2 separate regions of the Gossypium arboreum genome follow, and region 1 is linked to region 2. The links are chromatin contacts, called in public Hi-C maps. All regions are on one chromosome and are shown on one strand. Each heading gives the region's core, a stretch centred on a gene start, on an enhancer-like site or on the middle of the called end of the contact. The rest is flanking DNA. Distances are from core to core; before and after follow the strand shown.

The links. Hi-C and Micro-C count contacts between places; a contact is called where the count stands out from the background.
Region 1: a Hi-C map of leaf shows a contact between it and region 2, with 2.4 times the contacts expected there. The contact joins the promoter of LOC108453785 here to the promoter of LOC108450782 in region 2. A contact is called at or near these places in 2 of 5 Hi-C or Micro-C datasets (both in leaf).

What each region holds. Positions count from the first base shown.
Region 1 is chr5:67,172,525-67,177,985 of ASM2569848v2, forward strand. LOC108453785 reads left to right here and starts at 3,975. Exons shown (of 3, transcript XM_017752084.2): 1 at 3,975-4,248; 2 at 4,331-4,458; 3 at 4,729-5,028. The coding sequence starts at 3,975. The coding sequence ends at 4,839. LOC108453784 (protein PLASTID REDOX INSENSITIVE 2, chloroplastic-like) reads right to left here. Exons shown (of 4, transcript XM_017752081.2): 3 at 5,454-5,461; 4 at 3,852-4,324. The coding sequence ends at 4,301.
Region 2 is chr5:67,015,814-67,020,474 of ASM2569848v2, forward strand. It overlaps LOC108450782 (xyloglucan O-acetyltransferase 1-like), which reads right to left and starts at 1,422. Exons shown (of 2, transcript XM_017748549.2): 1 at 1,030-1,422; 2 at 1-923. The coding sequence starts at 1,192.

The sequences.
Region 1 (5,461 bases), core at 2,725-5,224, 160 kb after region 2:
CCCCAAAGAAGTGTTTTGCTGACACGTACTCTGAAAACATACTGACGTGAACACGTTTTTGTAGAAAATGACCTAATCCAGTAAATAACTCAAAAAACAACCTATTTCTATAATTAAATTAAAAAAAACATTTTTAAGTAAAATAGCCCCGTTATATCTATTTTTAAAAAACCATTTCTCCATAAAACAAAAACAACTTTTGCTAACTTTACAGATATGTCAGATTTAGATAACTTTTAACCCTCCATCTCAAATCATGATGAAACATGCATGCAACTGACAACCCAAAGGTGAATTTGATGGACTTTGGCCCAAAACTAATTTTTTTAATTTTATACTTAATAAAATGAAAAAAATTATGTTTAATCCTTAAAAAATGAAATTATAAATTAATGCATAATAAATTTATATTTTTAATCTATAAAAAATTATAATTAAATTCAACCCCTGCTAAGAGGACCTAATTTCGTGAGAAAGAAAATAAAAACCTAACTCGAATAGCAAGTTCATAAAAATTAAAACCGAAGAAGGAGATGGAACTTGGCCTTTAATATAAAAATTAGAAAGCTTAAGGGGCAAGGGAACATACATTGAATACCTAAATTTGGTGGCCCCCACAATGTAGTGGCTAAATTCAATCCACTCATCAATTTTTTTATTCAATGTTGTCTTCTAACACTAACAAACTGCAATTTTCATTTTAAAAAATTTGGAAGTCCCCAAAGCCATAGCAACTAAAGGGGGTGGGTGGGTGTAGTCCCCTACAGGTACAGGAGTCATGTTTGAACCAAAAAAAAAAAAAAAAAAACAAAGAAGTCCTTTTCATCATTTAATATGTGAACCATGGATACCCAACATCTCACATGCCATGCATCTACTCACATTAATCCTACATGTGAATATAATTACCAATTTTGGGATTCAAATAGTTTAAGCTGAATCACATCACAAGAGTCAAAGAAACTTCCTATGTAAAAAGCTAGTCTTTAGCTATAATAATTTCATTAAAAGCTCTATTTTTTATGGAAAATGTAACTGTTGAGTTTTTTAAAGAGTGGTTATGTAAAATTAAAATTAAAGAGTTTGTATGTTTTATATGGACATCATATTACTCATAAATAATAAATAATATATTAAAATATGTTATAAGTCTTTGTATTATATTAAAAGTTTAGTCTTGACCTAAACAATAGCAGTAAAAATCTAATTCCTAGTCATGTACTCTTTACATTGTTATATGTTTAGTCCATATTCTTTAACTGAATCATTTTAAGTTGTTATACTTTTTCAAAATTTAAAATTTCATTCTGATGTAAATGATAGTCAATAATTCATTAACTGAATTTTAGTAATTAATAACTGAAAATAACAAACTAACATGATATTACACATATGATAATGTATTTTTAGTATTCTAATTTTGAAAATAACAAAATTTAATGATTTAATAATTATCGTCTAGCGAGAATTAAAATTTAAAATTTAAAAATATAATAATTAAAAATATCAAATTAAAATACATAAAGTTGACCTAATTAAAAAATGGGAAATAAGACCCCTTAATTGACCTAGTGGCTAAGGGTTATTCTCCAATAAAACCCACTTGAATTTAAACCTCCAAGAAGTAGTAGTAAACTTTTATTTGAGCAGCTCCTATACATATGTAATAGGAGTATATCTCTATCATTAAATGCAGGAGTAAAAACCCTTTAAATATATAGGTAAAAGTTGTTTTACCTACTTTTTTGCAAAGGAATTGGATTCTGTTTATTTGTTTCGCTTCACTATCCACTTGTCCTTTCACCTTAAAATAATATCCAAAACCATTCATCTTTCTTTCAAGAAGTTTCCTTGGTAGTTTGCTGACAATATCTAGTAGTTGATTTACCTACTGATAATAAATATAAAGTTTCCCACAATATGATAACTTCACACAAAGACATGGATGGTTTAAATTTTAATACAAATTATTAAAATGTTAAATTTTACTTCATTATTTATTCACATTTAAACTTATCATAAATAAATATTTAAATATATTTTCTATCAAATATAATTATTAAAATAATTATATCTAACCACATCAATACCTATATCATCTTAAATCTTAACACTGTAAAAAAAATATATTGACCAATTATATCTAATCACGTCAATACCTATATGTTATTTTTTGATTTTATAATTTTATAGTAATATTTATATTAATATTAATTAAAAATAATTATATTAATATTAAAAGAAATTCTAATTTTAAATATTTTTTAATATTTGATTGCTTTTATGGATACAAATAATGCAAAATTCAATAATATTCAAAGTTAAATAATATTTTAATTACTATTCAGAAGCGATTCAAAGTGGATAGGAACTATCAGTATTCATTATCTGAATGCAACTTTATATTTTATGAATAACAAAACGATATCATAATTTGTTTTATTTAAAAAATATTTTTGAATTACTTTTTATATACTAAATTCATTTTACTAAATTTAATTATTTTTCAAATAATGTTATTTAAAATAGATTTAATTTAAATTTAAAATGGATAATAAATACTAAAAATCCTATTACATATGTATGTGTCACGGGGTTAGAACTTTAGTTTGGCAAACCGCGCGACCTTAGGTAATTTCCTACTCTTGTCACAAGAAAAATAACGTACACTAGGTGTTTGAGTAAATTCTCTAAAAAATATTTTATATTGAGTGATTACAAATGAAGGGGAAGACTTTTATTTATAGTTGAACTCTCTCAAATCTAATGGTACAAATTAAGTTACATCAACGATCGAGATTAGAGCCCATCTACAAGATGAGAGTCTTAAGGGATTTAAGTTCTATACATCTTTATCCCTTATGATTTACAATAGTAACTCTAATTTTACTAGAGTGTTTCACTGGTCACCAATGTTTCAAGTAGATAAGTTTCTCCATATGTACCATGAGTCAAACCAATTCAAGCGGGTCAAATGAGCCCGTTTGAATTAGTTGACATCCATGGGATGCTCTTTGACCTCCATGGGTTTCTCTATATGTACTATTACTAGAGTGTTTCGCATACAATATATAATAAAACATATGATTTGAAACTAATTAATCATAATAACGAATAAAATATGTATGATATTAAAATAAATAAATAAGATTAAGTTATAAGTGTCTGAAATTTAAACACAAATACATCATATTAATAATATTAAATACATAACAATTTTGTTATCATGATGTTGTATAAAGCTGAAGTAGATAACAAATTATGCATGTTAACATAATAATGAATAAAACATGTTAAAATGAAACTTTAGTTGAGTGATCTAATTAGTATGAGTTCAAAGCGTACACATTGTATTTTTTATTATTATTTTTTAAAAATACTCTCAAATAAAAATTTCAATTTTGTAATAAATAATTATATTTTAAAATGCATATTAAAATTTACCATTCCTAACAATACTCATAATTTAAAAATTAAAAGAAAAAGGAAATATAAAGGCAGGGTAATCCCTAAGGCGGAGGAGCATAAAAAAGTATACTATGGCGGATAAGGCGGTGGGTTGTCAAATCATTGTCCAGCCAAAGGAATCTCCCTCTCACTCACACGCATGCTCACTTGTATTATAATTACTGTATTTTTTTCACACACAAATTATTTAGTCCTATCCCTCTAATTATGACTTTCAACACTTTGACCCCAACTCCTCACATTTCTCCACGTGTAGCTCATGCCGGCTTTCCATAAACTAATTATAACATCCTGATTGTAAATTATGTGTTGCCGTTTTGGATGTGAATAGTGAGAGGCAAGGCAAGGGTATATAATAAGTTAGTTGGGAAATGAGGAAAGGCCTGCTTGTGCTTGGTTGAGTTGAGTGAGACTTTTTGTGTAGGGTCGTATTAGAAAGAGACTTCTGCTTACTTAACCTCCTCTTCCCTTCCTTTCCTTATCTTCTTCTTCCTTTTTCAGAATTCATGGGGAATTGCCAAGCCATCGATGCGGCGGCCTTGGTCATTCAGCATCCCTCCGGGAGGCTTGAGAGGTTATATTGGCCCATTCCCGTCAGTGAAGTTATGAGAATGAATCCCGGTCATTACGTTTCTCTCATCATTCCCTTGCCTGTTTCCCAAGAGGAGGAAGCCAACCATCATCAAGATCGAGATACGGTGCGTTTCACCCGTGTTAAGCTCCTCCGCCCCACCGATACTCTTTCCCTTGGCCACGCTTATCGCCTTATCACTTCTCAAGGTCTTCTTCACTTTCTTTATTTGCAAGATTGTCTTTCTTTTATATTGATTTCTCAACTCTCTCTTGTTTCCTGTCCCTGCAGAGGTCATGAAGTTCATGAGAGCCAAGAAATATGCAAAAACCAAAAGGGAATCCATGAAAAAATTGCAGCACCATGGACAAGACAACCTAACTTCAGGAGGAAAGTCTGACGCACACATCACCAACCAAGTATGGCTCTCACTTATCTTTCATATATGTTCTTCCCAGCTAAGCAATCTGTGAATATGGGTCCTCAAACACCAGTTACTCGCCATGGGAACTATAAGCAAATTATGATAATCATATTGGAAGGATATCATAAATTGATTGTTAAAGTTTCCATCTGCATTAAGATTAGATACAAACTAAACCAGTTTGGAAAACATTTCATGTTTCATTTGAATCTTTCTTTCTCATTCAATCCTAAAAACTTAAGCGCTTATGTTCTAAACTTTCCAGGAACTAAAGAATGAAAGACAAATCTCACGGACATCATCTGTGAACGCTGCTTCAATGAGGTCAAAATCATGGCGGCCATCATTACAGAGCATCTCTGAGGCTGTAGGCTAATAGTTTTGTTTTCAAGTTTCTTTTCTTAAGTGCAGATTGGTTTTGGGAATGGCAATGAACTGCCTCTTTTGTTCAATGAAACCCGAAATTAGGGAAAATGGAAATTCACCAATCGAATGAAGGTGATAACCAAAGATTTCAACTTGCAATCAAAGCTCCCAAATTGAAATCTGTTTCAAGAAAAATAAACATATGTATAGCTTCTCAGTTCAGAGGAACATTGGATCCTAAATTGTATTACAAGTAGTATTCTAATATGAAATTAGGATTTTCAGTCTTTCACTCACTGCTTTCATACAAATCCCAAACTTGATCACTTTCAAAAAGTACAACACAATGCTATGTTGATCAAACTCTTTATTTTATGGACACGAGAATATGACTTTCAAGATCCTCCAATTGTATAAAAAAACTTTAGAAAAGTTTAATCATATCCGTGTCTGATACACATCTATATCTAACACTCATATCTGAGTTTGAGTAAATATTTGACTCCAAGTAACATAGGTACAATCTGATGATAATGGAAAATAATGTTATGAATGTGATGATAATGGAAAAATATGTTATGAAACATGTGGAGGAAATCATTTGGGAGAGTTTGAGTTCCAAACCTCCCAAT
Region 2 (4,661 bases), core at 172-2,671:
CAACGATAATTTGGTCACATCCAACATCTCAATCCTCAATCCTTCACTTTGTTCAGCATTTACCTTGACAGCTTCTATTTCTTCAACCTCAATTGCTCTCATATCTGCATCCATCCCTTCAAGCATCTTCTCTCCTTCCTTAAAAGGTTTAGTCTTTGGACAAGCACCAGCCTTATTCCATTCACCTTCAAAATGTGAAGGTGAAAACGTGGCGAGGAACACATCAATTCTATTACCATTAGCCCCTTTTCTCTCAATTATTGTCTTAAGCGCAGTCTTTAAGGCCTTCCTCATCACATCGTAAAATCCAATTTCAGTGTGATTTAGTCCAGGGCAGTAATGACAACCTAATACTAAATCACCCTCATAATAAACTGCTGGATGAAGAAACCAATGCCCTATCGAGAGTAGAATCATATCTATATGGTCCAAATCAGAACCCCACTTCTCATCAACAGTGTCCACATATAATTCATTATGATTTGGACCAGCTTTTGATTTCTCAACACCTTTAACTAGAAATGGTGACCAGTAAACTGATATAGTAATGTTATGAGAAGCAAAATGCCATGTACGAAACTTGTTATCCTCCCCACCTCTATAAACCAGGTTAGGATTGGAGGCAGTGGCTAGCATACAAAGAAGTGATTCCAGTTGGTTCCTAGCCATGGAATCTCCGATAAAAGCTATGTGCTTGTTACTTAAGAGATGCAAGAAAGTATTGGGATTAAACCTGGGGAGCTTGCATTGGCTTGGTCGCCATCTCCAATAAAGGTAATCCAAGTCAGGTCTCCCATGAGAGATACAATTTTGACCGTCCTTGATTGTACCACAGGTTGTGCCATTGTACAGAGGCCCCATCTTGTCGTGTACCCATCTGCCGTCGGTGTAGTCACATGGAGTTTCATAAACTATTTCTTCTTCTATAAAAGAACAAAAAAAGTTGGTTCATTAATATCACCCAATAACTAAAAACTCATGGTAATTAAGGATAAAAGGTTGACAAGTACTTTTGGTTGCTGAAAATACCTTTGGTGAGGATGGTGGGATTGTTGGGAGGGAGGTGATGAAAAGGGTGAAAGTAGAAGCGAAGAAGAGCTATGGGGAGGAGAGCATAAAGAGCGAAAGGCAGCAACTTCTTGGTGGGGGAGGGAGAGTTAGGATGGGGTTTGAGTGGACTCATTACCTCCATGTTGGAAAGAGAAATACTTGCACTGCTCCTTTGTTCTTTTGTTTTCTGGGTTATTTGGCTTTGAGTTGAGGGTTAATTCTAGCCTTACAACACTGTGGATGTTACAGTAAGCGTTTCAGGCAAAACGACAGCTTGTTTTGCTACGATAAGCTAAGCGAGTCGGCCAAAATATCCAGCGGGAAATCGTTGTTTATAGCCATAGCTGTGACTTAGTCGATGGTTGGATCTGACCCGTTAGTGTTAAAAGTTGGATTTAAATATAATATTAATTGATATTTATTAATCCTATATTTGGATTGAAGTAATAGAAAAGAAATCATATCTTCGTTTCATTAACTTATTTTTATTTAGATAAGAGAAAATGTTAAGGAAATTGATTTCATTAGTTATCTCAAATCAGAAGGACTTGATTATTTAATTTGGTATCATTTCAATTAGGAAATAATTAATATATCTTTTTATTAAATTATTATTATTTTGATAGTTTCTTTTTATTTTTCCATAAAATTAAATTAAAATTAACATTTTAAAGAATAATTTTAATAAATTTATAACAAATTCTTCATCACTAAACCAATTAATAATTTTAATTAAATTTTAAAATTTTATTATATGTTATTTTTAAAAACACTTCTATTCTAAATATTGTTATAAATATTTTATTAAGTAAATGTCCATCAAGATCTAGATAAGTTTTGATATATTTTAAATTCTAATAGTCATTAGAAGTAGAGTTCTATTTCATTTATACTTCTTATGTCTGTAAATATAGATTTTGGAGAAGCATTGTAAAAATTTCGATTGATCAATAAAATACGCTCTCTTTTTGCTCTCCCATTCTCTTTGTCCTTTACTTTCTGTCTTTTTATTTTATAACACATTATCTGCACGATTCTCTTTTATTTTATAATACAGACATTCCAGATCTACTGCTCAAGGTTTTGTCGATTGCCTTCTAGAGCTATTGCAATTTTAGTCTTCAATTGAGGCCTGCGCACTATGAGTAATCATTAAAACCTTTAATCACTTAGATCTTCAGATATATTTTATTATGATTTATTTATTATGTCATATTTATTATAATTCGAGACTAATCATGACAACATGAATAGATAAATTTTGATTTGAAATCCACACGTGTTTACGATGGTTATTATGAAATTTGGGACGTTTATAAGTTCATCCTAGTAAATCTATTATATTCCCCAAAGTGAATGCAAAAGAAAACAAAAACCGATATTATTTCAATATTTGGGAGTACAAAATTAGTCGAAAGCTCTAGAAGAGCTAATATATTAATATCTTGTGATGGTTAATCCATTGGTTTTAAAAGATATTTATAATGGATCTCATATTGAGATTGTGAATGAATAAAAATTATATTTCATATAAATCACTATTGCTATAAATATCTATTTTGAAAGGATGAAAAAAGAGAGGATTGAGTTATTGATTACTCTTGTTATTAAATTGAATTAACTGTGATTATCTTTATAATCTTCTTTTGTCATCATCCCCATTAAAGGATTAAAAGTAAAATATTTGACTGTGAAAGATCTACTTATAAGCAATAAAATATGGTAATTCCATCTAAAGTAAAATATTTGGTGTGATTAGTTAAACCATCCTGGATCATATATGATGAAAAAATTAATTAAGAATTCATATGGATATTTATTAAAGAACCAGAAGATTTTTTAATTTAAAGAATTCTAATTTGTTGTTTGTTCTCAATGAAAATTGATTCTTAGAAACTCACTAGCTAAAGTTGAGATTTAATGTCTTGCACTTCTAAAATGAATATGGGTCCATTCATCCACCATGAGAATAATTTTGATATTATATGATTTTGGTAGATGCATCTACAAAATAATCACGTATGTGTTATCAACTTGTAACCTGTCGTTTGCAAGATTGTTTATTTAAATAATTATTTCATATAATGTAATTAAGATAATTCATCTTACTAATACTGATGAGTTTATATCTCAATCTTTTATTGATTAAGTTTGAAAAACTTTTATAAAAGTTTGTTATTTATACGCATAATGGTTTAGAGAAACTATTAATTGAACGCCTTTGATTAATGTTTAAACCATTACTTATGAGAACTAAACTTTCTATTTCAACATGAGATTATGTTGATTTACATGCTTACGCATCAAGCCAATAAGTTATAAATACTCCCCATTATAATTGATTTTTGGTCAAGAGCTAAATATTTCTAATCTTTAAATTTTTGTATGTGCATATATGTTCCAATTGTTCCACCACAAAAAGTTGAGAATATATATTAATTATGAGTCTCATTGTATTATTATATGTTTTCAATGTATTAGAGATTTAATTATGACATGATTTGTGATTACTATTTTGATTCCATAGTTTTCATGACATTAGGGAGATAAAAATAATAACTTGTAATGAGTTAGGGGGGAGCGTAATTTGAACTAGAAATTCAATAAGGATAACTAATTATAAGTTCCAAATATGAAAATTCTTATAAAACAAAATAATAAATCTAGATGGTCATATATTGAAGGCGGGTGCTCTAGAAGAGACCCAAGACATAATTAATAAGTAAACTCCAGAAGAGATTCAGGTACCTGAAACTGAAGATTAAAATAGTAAAAATAAGAGATATTAATAAGTTATGTCAATTTAAGAAAATGTCAAACCGATAATAAAAGTGGTCGACAATGGTTTTGCATGCAATATTATTGTTGAAATAATGAAATAAAAGGAGAATCTTGAATAAATCTATTGAGAAATATAAATATAGAATAGATTGTTCAAAATAGAAAGATGCAACTCAAATACAATTAAATTCGTGGAGTTTTTGGACCAGTAGTCCAAATATCTAAAGGTATAAAACTAGTAAGGGTACAAATGAAGTAGTTTTGCAAAAACAAAATAAAATATGAAGTTTTTGCTAAGTACTGGCAATGGTTATAAAAAGATATAATATTCTTTTGTGGTGGATGTAATAACATTTAGATATATTAGTAAACTGACAGTTCATAAAAGATTTAACTTGCTTCTAATGGTTGTTATTACAACCTTTTATGAATCATTGTATAGTAAAGTTTATATTAAAATACTTAAAGGATTTAGAATGCTAGAAGCATATTGAAATTCTTGGGAAATTGTTCATTTATATGAATTGAAATAATTTGAACATATGTGGTGAATAGTAGTTGAAAGAGGATAATAAAATGATCCAAAATACATATTTGTATTTTTATAGAGGGATCATGATTAAAGTTTGCTATGATTATTGTTGAAACTCTTGAAGAGTTCAAAATATATTTCCCCCAAAATTTCCTTCACTCATGATTTTAAAAGAATGGTGATAGAAATGTTTAGCAAATACATTCAGATAACCATTTGAAAAATTAGTATTCAAGATTGAATACGTAGAATATGAGAAAGTACGTGATGTTTCCATGAGGGAGACTAAATGTGCACT